Linked DNA regions of Cricetulus griseus: region 2 is linked to region 1. The links are chromatin contacts, called in public Hi-C maps. All regions are on one chromosome and are shown on one strand. Each heading gives the region's core, a stretch centred on a gene start, on an enhancer-like site or on the middle of the called end of the contact. The rest is flanking DNA. Distances are from core to core; before and after follow the strand shown. Region 1 overlaps Kirrel3 (kin of IRRE-like protein 3). Region 2 overlaps Kirrel3 (kin of IRRE-like protein 3).

Region 1 (4,898 bases), core at 680-3,179:
ACCTAATACATTTTCTTCTTAACGTTTATCAACATTAGAGTTTTTATTTATTTTATAATTCTCCCACCAGGATCACTGGCTTGTATCCCTGATGTTTAGAACAGGGCTTAGCACCTAGTAAGTAGGTTCTCCATACAAATTTTCTAGGTGTTTCTTTGGATAGCAGTAGAAGCCCACCGGGTGAACCAGGTCCAGGCTCTTAATAGCCTGCAATTATGAATGTTGGCCAATAGGTGGCGCTTCTGTATAATTGAGGAAACTTGCAGCTGGCATTGCACATGGCTCAGAAACTGAGAAGGGAAAACCACAAAAGTGAGCAATCAGTGGATCTGACCTGCAGAAATCTGCATCCATTCCCTTAGCAGATGTCACTAAGGCACCATCCATAGGCCTGGCCTGGTCTGTGCTTTCTGGAGGTCTCCAAAATCCAGGTTGAAGGAAAGCAGCAAGAAAGGCTGCAATCACCACCTCACTGCCCCCGCCACCCCCATCCCCACGTCTCTCTGAACACCCTGCAAGCAGAGGCCAAAGATACCTGGGAATTACAGGGTCAAGATGAGGGCAGGAGGGCAGAAGGCTGGTGAGCAGGGCTGCCAAGCTGCAGGGGCGATCTGTGAGAGACTCGAACTTTAGAGACTACATGTCAGTATCCACTAAGCCTCAGTCTGCATTCTGATTCGGTTACCTTCGGCAGATTTTACCTAAGCAGTTTTCCTCATGAACTCAGATTCCTCACCTGTAAAAAAGAGGTCTTAGTAGATCCTGCTTCAAAGGGCATTGACAATAAAACAAAAAAACAGTTGACATAGCCAATGCCTTTCTCATAACCACTAAGCAAACGTGGCATAATCTGGTAGCTCTTAAAAGCCCTCGCCTCATTCATAACATAAACCTAATCTTAATAACCCCACGTGATAAGTATTTTATTACCCCACTTCTCAGATAAGAGGGCTCAATTTATCAGGTTGTTTAACTTGTCTGTAATAATAATAAAAAAAAAGCCTCATAAAATGGTGAGTCTTTGCCAAGTTCAGCCAGGCAAATACACATGCCACAGTGTGTCCTGTGTTACATGTGCTGTTCTGGGTGCAGAGGATCCAGGACTAGGGAAGTTACCATGGAGGCAAGGAGAAAAGGCAAAAGATACTCCATAGGACATGATAGAGTTTGATATAGGAAGATGCCTGAAATACTACAGAATAGAGGCAGAAGTGGCTTGGCCCAGCTGGAAGACTTTGAAAGATTACTTGAAGAAGGTGACCTCTTAGTTGGTCTCAAAGGTTGGGTAAGCACAACCTGAAAGGAAGTCAGGTTGGAGAACCCCTGCCTCCCCAGTTAAAGACCTGAAATTTGCAGGGGACCTTCTCTAAAACACTGTCCTCTGACTTAATGGACAGCGAACAGTCTGCCTGTCCTCCAATCTGAGCTAAGAAAGAATGAAGCCAATAGCGAGACCGAGAGCCCCCAAACCACCATCATTGTCTAGTCCTCCTATTTGCACCCATTAGGCTGTAATTTCTTCTGGCAGACCCCCAGAGCAGGGCTCCTCGAACATGGACACGCACAATGTCCTGGGTCTTTACCAAGCTCACGAGTGAAATGTAGCCTCTGGAGGTAACTGGAGTCTCACTGTCAGTGCCAAGAGAGGAGCCATGTCTGGCATTGCACACCATAAGATCCACAGTTCATGACACCAAGGAGGGGAAGCAGCAAGGCTGTAGCTGAGTAAAATGAAGAAGACTCTGAAGATGTGACAATTGACCCCAGAAACCTCAGCTGCCCTTGTCCAACTCTAGTCAACACTGAGACTCAAGGCCCAGACCCAAGCTGTTTCCCTATCCTTCCCCAGAGCTGCTGAAGCATAGGCTGGGGTAACCCCCGAAACAGGAAGTACAAAGTGCCAGCAAACCTATACTCTCTCAGTCAAATGTCATCGAGCTTACCCTGAGCCCTTCTCTCAAGCCTGTGCATGAGGCAAATCAGGTTGCTGCCCCTCCTCTGCTAAGATGGCTCATGCCCCAAGGAGACAGACTAAAAACCACTTCTAATTTTAAGCCTCCCCAGCTCCATCTCCCTTCCTAGGAATTTTATGCCAGAAGTTCTTCCATAGCTGCCCAGTCAGACCAAGGAAGGACTTTGATCACCACTCCCCAAGTGTACCCTTAATGAACATGCACACACAGAAACACACACTGGGGAGGGAGGCTCATGGAGGGAGGAAAAGAAGGGAAAGGACAGAGGCTATAAAAACATGGACCTCAAAAACCAATGTCTTTGCTTCCTCTCAAGAAGATCTTTCATTACATATTCAACAAATGTATATCGCAGGCTCTCCATGAGTTGGGTACCAACTTAGGCCCAATGCCAGGAGGGCCACAACAGACAAGGTCATTCTTTGCTCTCCAGTCATGAAGAACATAAAATGAGAAGTATAATGGAAAGCCATGGGTGGACAGGTCAAGCCTCTCTGAGGAGGTAATGTAATGGCACCCTCAGGGACCCTTAGGCAAAGGGGCTGATGAGCCAGGACCTGGAGAAGAAGGAAGATGGGCAGACTGGTGTCTCAAGGACCCAGGGAAGATGGTAAAGGTGTTTGTGGGCAACTCTTGAGTTCAAGTCATGTTTCAAGTACAGTGGGGAGCTCCAGGGGATCCGGGGCAAAAGAGGAACACAACCCACTCAAGTGTTTCCTAGACCAGTCCACTATAGAATGGAGAATTCACTGCTGATATGTTAAAGGCCAGCTCTGTCCCCCAAAGCCTAAGTTCTGTGAGTTCCCCCATGCTGGCTGAAGGCAGGAAGAGTGGCTGGCTGGCCTCCCACCCTTCCAGCTGCCACACAGAACCTTCTGTGTGGATGCTGCTGACTCACAAGGCAGTTGTGCTCAGATGGCCATCTGTGGAGCCAACCATCTGGGTTGATATAGTATCTGAGGAATTCCTGGAAACCCAGCCAGGAACCCTCTTGGGTGACCAATGGACTCTGGAGAAAACATCCTCAGCATTGTCCAAGAGTGTACCTGGGCTGTTCTTAGGGTTTGGCCAATGAGTCAAGTGATCTTAGCCCTGTATGATCACTGAATAGCAATGCAGTGAGATGACAGCAGCTCCAGAATGGGGCAACAGTCCTCCAGCCCCAGCCCCAGGCAGCCTTCCATCTAGCTGATGTGCAAAAAAAGAAACCTTGGCCATGAGCTCCAGCTCAAAGTTCATGGCCATCCCAGGGAGAACTTAAGGCTCAGTGGTGTTTCCCAACAGCTTCTAGATGCAGAATCCTGTTGAAGGGGGTGGGGGAGGTTTAATTTATTAACAAATAAAGCTTTACCTCCCTAGCTGTGCCTTCCAAATCCACTCCTTCCCTCCCTTGTTTCCTCCCCGGTATCTTTGGGCCAGCCTCTTTCTTTTTTCAATAGAATTAGACTGTATTGTCTCCCCACCCTCCAATGAGACCCCCTTGTTCTCCACATCAGAGTTCAGGGAGGATTTTCAGAGGCTCCCCACCCACACAGAGAGAGATGGGTACCCCATACTGTCCACTACAGGGCGGGTACAAGAAAAAGGGCACAGCAGGGAGAGAGACCCTAGGTGCTACCCAAACCCTGGGTGACAGGAAGGTCAAGGACAAAGATCCACGACCCCTGTGGTGGGGACCAGTACCGGGAGGGTCCGCTCCCCTCTGTTCAAGCCAGCTGGGTGAGATATATTCACCCTGGCTGGCCCTGCTTGTAGCAGGGTCAAAATCAGAGACTGCCTAGGCTCCACTGGGTCTTCCCCAGGCTTCAGTCCCCCAACAGTTAATGCAAATTTAGTTCCTGACTGACAACAAGAGCGACACCAAAACAGTCAACTATTTTTATCTCCAGATTAATCACAAAAAGGCTAACACTTCCACCTTCCTTGTGATTAAAAATTAGGAGACCAAACTCCATAGTGGTTCAGGATAATAACCAATCCTGTGAGGGAATGTATGAATAATGCATCTCCAGGCCTGGGCTTCTCTGAGACTTCCTCCCTTCCCCACATGGCCCTCGCAATGTACCCCCATCTGAATGGAGAGGTAATGAGTACACACACACACACACACACACACACACACACACACACACACCCCTCCCAGCTGAGCTACATCTGCCAAGAACGAGTGTTGATTTCTATTCAGCCGATGGCCCCCAAACATCCTCCCTCCTAACCCACCCCACCCCACCCACCCTGCCCCCACCCACCCCTCCCACCCCCATCTGGTGTTCAGCGAGGCGAAGGCCAATCAATAATGCAAGGCTACATGAATAACCAGCATGATAACCACTTATTTGGGAAGATGTAATCAGGACCCATTCTGAGGGTGGATGTTTGTGTGTGTGAATGTGTGTGCATGCCTAAGAACTCCCACAACACAGCCCCTCTCCCCTCCCAGCTCCCCTCATCCCCAATCCTACTAAAGCAATCTCCTCTAGCACAACACTGGTGAAGCAAGAGAGAAGGGAGGTATAGGGCCTCTGGTATGAGCTTCTAGGAAGAACACACACACACACACACACACACACACACACACCTTGATCAGAATACAGAGCAGCTCTATGCACCTAAACCAAAAGCACAGAGGAAATCTGGTACCCAAACATGGTTACTCTTCCACATCCTGGGGGACCAGCTTCATGCTCTGGGATCTCATTGGTCAGAGAACATGCTGGCAACAGGATTGATGAAACTTCCCCCAGAAGGTTGCCAACCAACACCTGTCTCGTTCTAACACATGTCAGTGCTAAAGGGAGTGCTCACACTTTCTTCCTGAAGACACTGCCTTACTGTCATCCTCTCACCCAGGGTACCTTCTGCCATCCATATCTCTTGACCCATCATTCCAAGGCAGAGGATGCCAATGGGGCCAGGAGGTCCTTC
Region 2 (4,898 bases), core at 1,178-3,677, 36 kb after region 1:
CAAATAAGAGCCTATGTGTGCCAGAGATACTGCCTGGTAAACTAAGACATTGTTAAAGGATTATTGCTATTAAATGCTGTCTCAGGCATCTGGTTCATTTGCTGTCTGAAAGAGTCACATAAAATTGCAAATAATTGCACATAGTAACTATTACCTATGTCTCCCCACTCACTCTTTAGTTTTTTAATTATAAATCTAACACATGGCCATTGTAAAAGATCTCCTTCAATTACCCTTGAGCATTGTTATGCCATCTTTTTCTTTATAGTTATTTATTTCTAGTCTAGTGGTTCTCACAGGTCCCCTAGCAGCATCTGGAAGTGTCTGGAGGCCTTTGGTATTGCCAAAGGGTGAGGGGTGCTAGCCTTAGTAGAACCAAAGATCTCACAAAGAGCCCCACACCAGGAAGGATCTGGTCCAGATCAAGGGAAGCCAAGCTCTCTCTCATTTGTCTTCTGGCATTGAACATGGAGTAAGGTTATGTATAAAGTTATATATAGGGTTATGTATAAAGTACCTACAAAGGCATTCCTGTAAATAAACAGAGGTGGAGATGATGACATAAGCCTGTAAAATGATATGATTGTCCACACCCATAAACTCAACAGTGGGAGGTGAAAAGGGATGGAAAAGCAGCTCAAAGTCATCTTGTTACAATGAGAGATGGAGAGCAGTCTGGTAATAACCAGCCTTGAAGAATTTGTAGTCACTGTGAACCATCTCCCCAAAGTTCAGCACTAGGGAGTATTGTCGAGGAAGCCCAGACAGGTGGCCATGTGGGGGGCGACATTGCTGCAACAGAAGGTCCCTCTTGGCCTAGAAAATGTTCCCAATGCAGAGCCACACAGGGTACTCTTCAGGGAAAGAAATATCCTCTGAGGTGCCCCCAGCCTGTGTGGGTATACATGCGCACGGTCAGTAGAAGGTGCATATCTGCGCTCTGTGTGTGACAGAGAGATGTGTTGTATGCTGTGATGCATGTATACATGTGGCATTGTGATGCGCGTGTGCAATGGTGTGTGTATATGTTGGAGTGTATGTGCATTTGTATTAACATGAATCCTTGGTATGTGTGATATGGTATGATTGCACAGTGTCTGATATGCTATCTCGTGTCATGGTGTGTGCATATGTAGACGTATTTGAGGTATATGTGGTTTGTGATGTGTGTATGTAAACATATGAATGTTTGTATATGTGTATGTGATATGGTATGGTGAGCATATGTGGTGTGGCATATGTTTATATGGTGTGATGCATATTTCTGTGGACTGTGTGTAGTACATATACACATGTCCATTATGATGTGATATGGTGTATGAGTCCCTCTGAGTATGTGGCTGGTGTAGTGTGCATGTGTACAGAAGTATTTGTGGTGTATGTGCTTATGTGCGTGCATGTTTATCTTCATAGTATATGGTATAGTATGTATACGTACCATGTTTGTACTTGTTGATGTGTGTGTGTTGAGTATTTACATGTGTTTTATAATGTGCATATGTGTGTGTGTTTGTCATGTGAGGTATGTGCATGCACACTTATCAGTGTGAACACATACTGGTCATGTGTTTTATATGGTGTCTATGTACCTGTAGAATAATGTGTTTGTGTGGGTTGTTTATATTTGTGATGTGTGTTTAGGTTGGTGGTGTGTGGCAGTGACTGTTAACGTGAGCATATAGTTAAGTCAGCATCTTGGAGTGGTGACACCATGGTTCTCATGTGGACACCCCTAACCCTGCACAATCCGGCAGGCCTGGTCCTGGAAGGAGAATGTGCTGGAATCAGGGACATCAGGGCGCTACACAGTGGAGACAGTGAGCACCGAGGAGGGCGTTATCTCCACGCTGACCATTAGCAACATTGTGCGTGCTGACTTCCAGACCATCTACAACTGTACAGCCTGGAACAGCTTCGGCTCTGACACAGAGATCATCCGACTCAAGGAACAAGGTGAGAACTTCCAGAGTGCCCAGGGGACCAGGGAAAGCAGGCCAGATCCAGATCCAAGGGTGAGGCATAGTGCTCTTCCTAAATGCCACACAGCCTCACATAGCTACCTTCTGCAGCAAGGGGCATTGGCCCCAGCCAGGGAACAAAAACTACTCTGAGTGGTGGCCTCTGGGGCTGTTCAGGAAAGGGAGACCACAGAGTTAAGCTGGGATCATGGTGGTGATAAACACTCAATGGCTTCCAAAGGCCCTGGCTTCCACACATTCTGCCCAAGCATGGGACAAAGCTAAAGCTGAAGGGCAGCACTGCTAATGTGAGGGGGTGGGGCTGGGCTCAGAGCTCTTGCAACCCCCAGGAGACACCTGGACCACTGTACCCTAGAAGAGACACTGGCTAGTTCTGGAGCACAGAGCAGCTGGATTTTGAGAGAGGAGGAAAGAGGAAGTAAGCTTACCTCACCATGACCCATCACTATGACCCCATATGCCCATTGCTTAGTTCCTGATCTTAGCTAGGAATTTGGTCTTCTGCTGCTCATGGTGGTGTGTGCCTGAACTCTCAGTTACATGGTACATTGAGGTCACAGGATCACTTGAGCCCACACATTCAAGAACAGACAGCAAGCCCTCGTCTCAGAACAAACACTAGAACTCCAGTCTCCATTTAGTTAAAGTTCTCTGGCTCAGACTAGCAAAGGGAAAGTCCCAGGAAGATGAGAGAGCCAGGTCAGAGAAGTTCACTCAACACATAGCAGCAGCACATTAGGTCCCAAAATGGGCTGCAGATCTTCCCTCTGCCAATCAGTGACCAGCCCTGGGGTTCAGGGGTGGTGTTTAGCAGGCCTGGGCCTCTAAATCAGAGGTTAGAAGCCCAGCCAGTAAAGTCAGTCATGAGGTGGCCATGCTCACACCTACATATCAAATGTCTCAGTGTCTTCAAACACCTCTTCCTAATAGGTGCTGCTTTGCATAGCGCTTTGCATATAATTTGCATAATACCATCCACACATCATCCAAACCTCCCTGGTCCCCTGTTGCCTACCCTCTTTGTCTTCCCCTTGGTGCCCTTACCCCTGTGCCCTCCTTTAGTAGTCTCACCCACCCCTAGAATCTCCCCTCCAGGTTTGGCTTTTCTCTGTCCCTACCCCTGTTCCGGAGGGCCAAGTCAGGCTGGATGAACTCAAGTTCAGTTGGGGGAACCTGGATCTATGCGACGGCCCCAGAGACATGACAGAGGAGGGAATCTCCCCTTCACCCCTCCAGGTGACCAATTCCCTGTCCCACCCCACCCTGGCCAGCGAGGCCCTGGCTGTGGACGCTTGCTTTATTTCCAAACAGGTTCGGAAATGAAGTCGGGAGCCGGGCTGGAAGCAGGTACGGAAGGAGCAGATGAGAACTGCCCGGGATGGAGGGAGGGACTCTTGGCTAGTAGGGGAGGGGCTCAAAATGGGGCAGGGAGGCTGCTAAGTTCTCTGTCCTCCCCAGGCCAAGGGCTTAGTGAAGTCAGAGCAGTGGGAGAGGGGCTCCCAGAAGCTGGCGTCCAGGGACCCCAAACACCTGCCTGATACCAGAGAAGCCCAGGGCTCCTTCCTCCTCAGGACACAGCTCTTGCTCCTCTCCCACCCCTTGTCCTCAAAAGTCCTGGTTCCCATCCCTTCCCTGGCCTCCCTCTACTTCCAGGCCCTCCCTGACTCTGCTCCTCGGCACCATCACCAGCTCAACATCGCTCCCCAGGGGCCTGTGGCCTATTTCATCCATGCTTGCTGGCTCACCACCTTCCCTGCTCCCTGTATCCCTTATGGATGCTTCATCTCATCATCAAGCCAAGGCTGCTGGACACTGCCCCTTCAGGGCTCCCGCAGCAAAGTGGTCATCAAGCTCATGGGTTGATTTGCTCCATCTAGACAACCATCCCCTCTGCATCCCCAGGCAGGACACTAGAGGAGAACAGCAGGACTTGGTGAATCCTACTCCTCAGGGCTGGCCAAAGGCATAAGGTTCCTCTATCTCAGTTCTCTGTCCCCACTGGTTGTCTGGCCTATGCCACTCCTTTAATTAGCTACATATGGAGCCTGCATCCCCCACTCCCTGGACACACACGCTCTTCTCAGAGTACCAATCTAGATCACAAGCATCCCACAGAGGCCCCTGTGACCCATCTAGAGGCAGCATGTAATTATCTGCCACTTTCTAGAGAGTCTCTGGACTCTCTAGAAGTCCAGGTCCTGTGGAGGTGCTGGCCCTCTCCTGTCCCTGTTTCATACTCCTTCCTCCTTCAGTGGCTAAGACCCCTCATTCCCATCCCCTTCCTTAGATGGAAAGGACCAAGCAAGAGAACCCCTCCCCAGTCCCTCCCAAAGGAATGTTCTGTCCAGAAAGAAGTAGCTAAGATGGCGAAAGTCAAACTGAGAGGGTAGCAAAGGAGGAGACATACTGGGACTTGGTAAGGGATGCCACCAGGGGGCTAACTGCCTTGACAGATCACTTCTCCTCTGCCACTGCCTACCCAAGATGCACCCACCCCCTGCTGTTAACAGCTCAAGAAAATGTGGACTTAGAGGGCACAAGTCAGGTTTGACCATCATTCTGTTGCCTCAGCTCTCTGAGTTATGGATGAAAAGTTGAAACCTGGGGATTTTAAGGGAGCATGCATTGGCCCCGAGATGAGCTGAGATACTCCTAAGTTTAACCTAGGAAACTTACTAGGAATCCTAAGAGTGCTAGATCCAACACAAAACAAAGAAATTCAAACCACAGAACCAACAAGATTTAACCAGGAAACATCTGTTTGTCAAAGGCAGCTTGGCTGAGATCACATCTTTTTTTCCGCAGCCCTGATTTCTAAGCCCAAGCCCAACACCTCCCCTTTAAACCCTTGAGATGTGCCATTCTTACCTCCTCTTGGTCACCTTCTGTCACCTCTGCAGTAGTCTTGGTCACTGGTAG

What was found. A called contact is a pair of places that touch in the nucleus more often than the background predicts.
Region 2: a Hi-C map of liver shows a contact between it and region 1, with 2.4 times the contacts expected there. The contact joins two enhancer-like sites. A contact is called at or near these places in 4 of 8 Hi-C or Micro-C datasets (the CHL-YN cell line, the CHO-K1 cell line, fibroblasts and 1 more).

What each region holds. Positions count from the first base shown.
Region 1 is chr4:147,342,117-147,347,014 of CriGri-PICRH-1.0, forward strand. The region is part of intron 3 of Kirrel3 (kin of IRRE-like protein 3); the gene reads left to right. Among named protein-coding and RNA genes, the nearest start is that of St3gal4, 65 kb to the right of the region's middle. Within about 2 kb of position 1,930, at least 2 of the 6 cell types and tissues checked have open chromatin away from gene starts, as enhancers often do.
Region 2 is chr4:147,377,879-147,382,776 of CriGri-PICRH-1.0, forward strand. Kirrel3 (kin of IRRE-like protein 3) reads left to right here. Exons shown (of 13, transcript XM_035443560.1): 11 at 1,755-1,953. Among named protein-coding and RNA genes, the nearest start is that of St3gal4, 29 kb to the right of the region's middle. Within about 2 kb of position 2,428, at least 1 of the 6 cell types and tissues checked has open chromatin away from gene starts, as enhancers often do.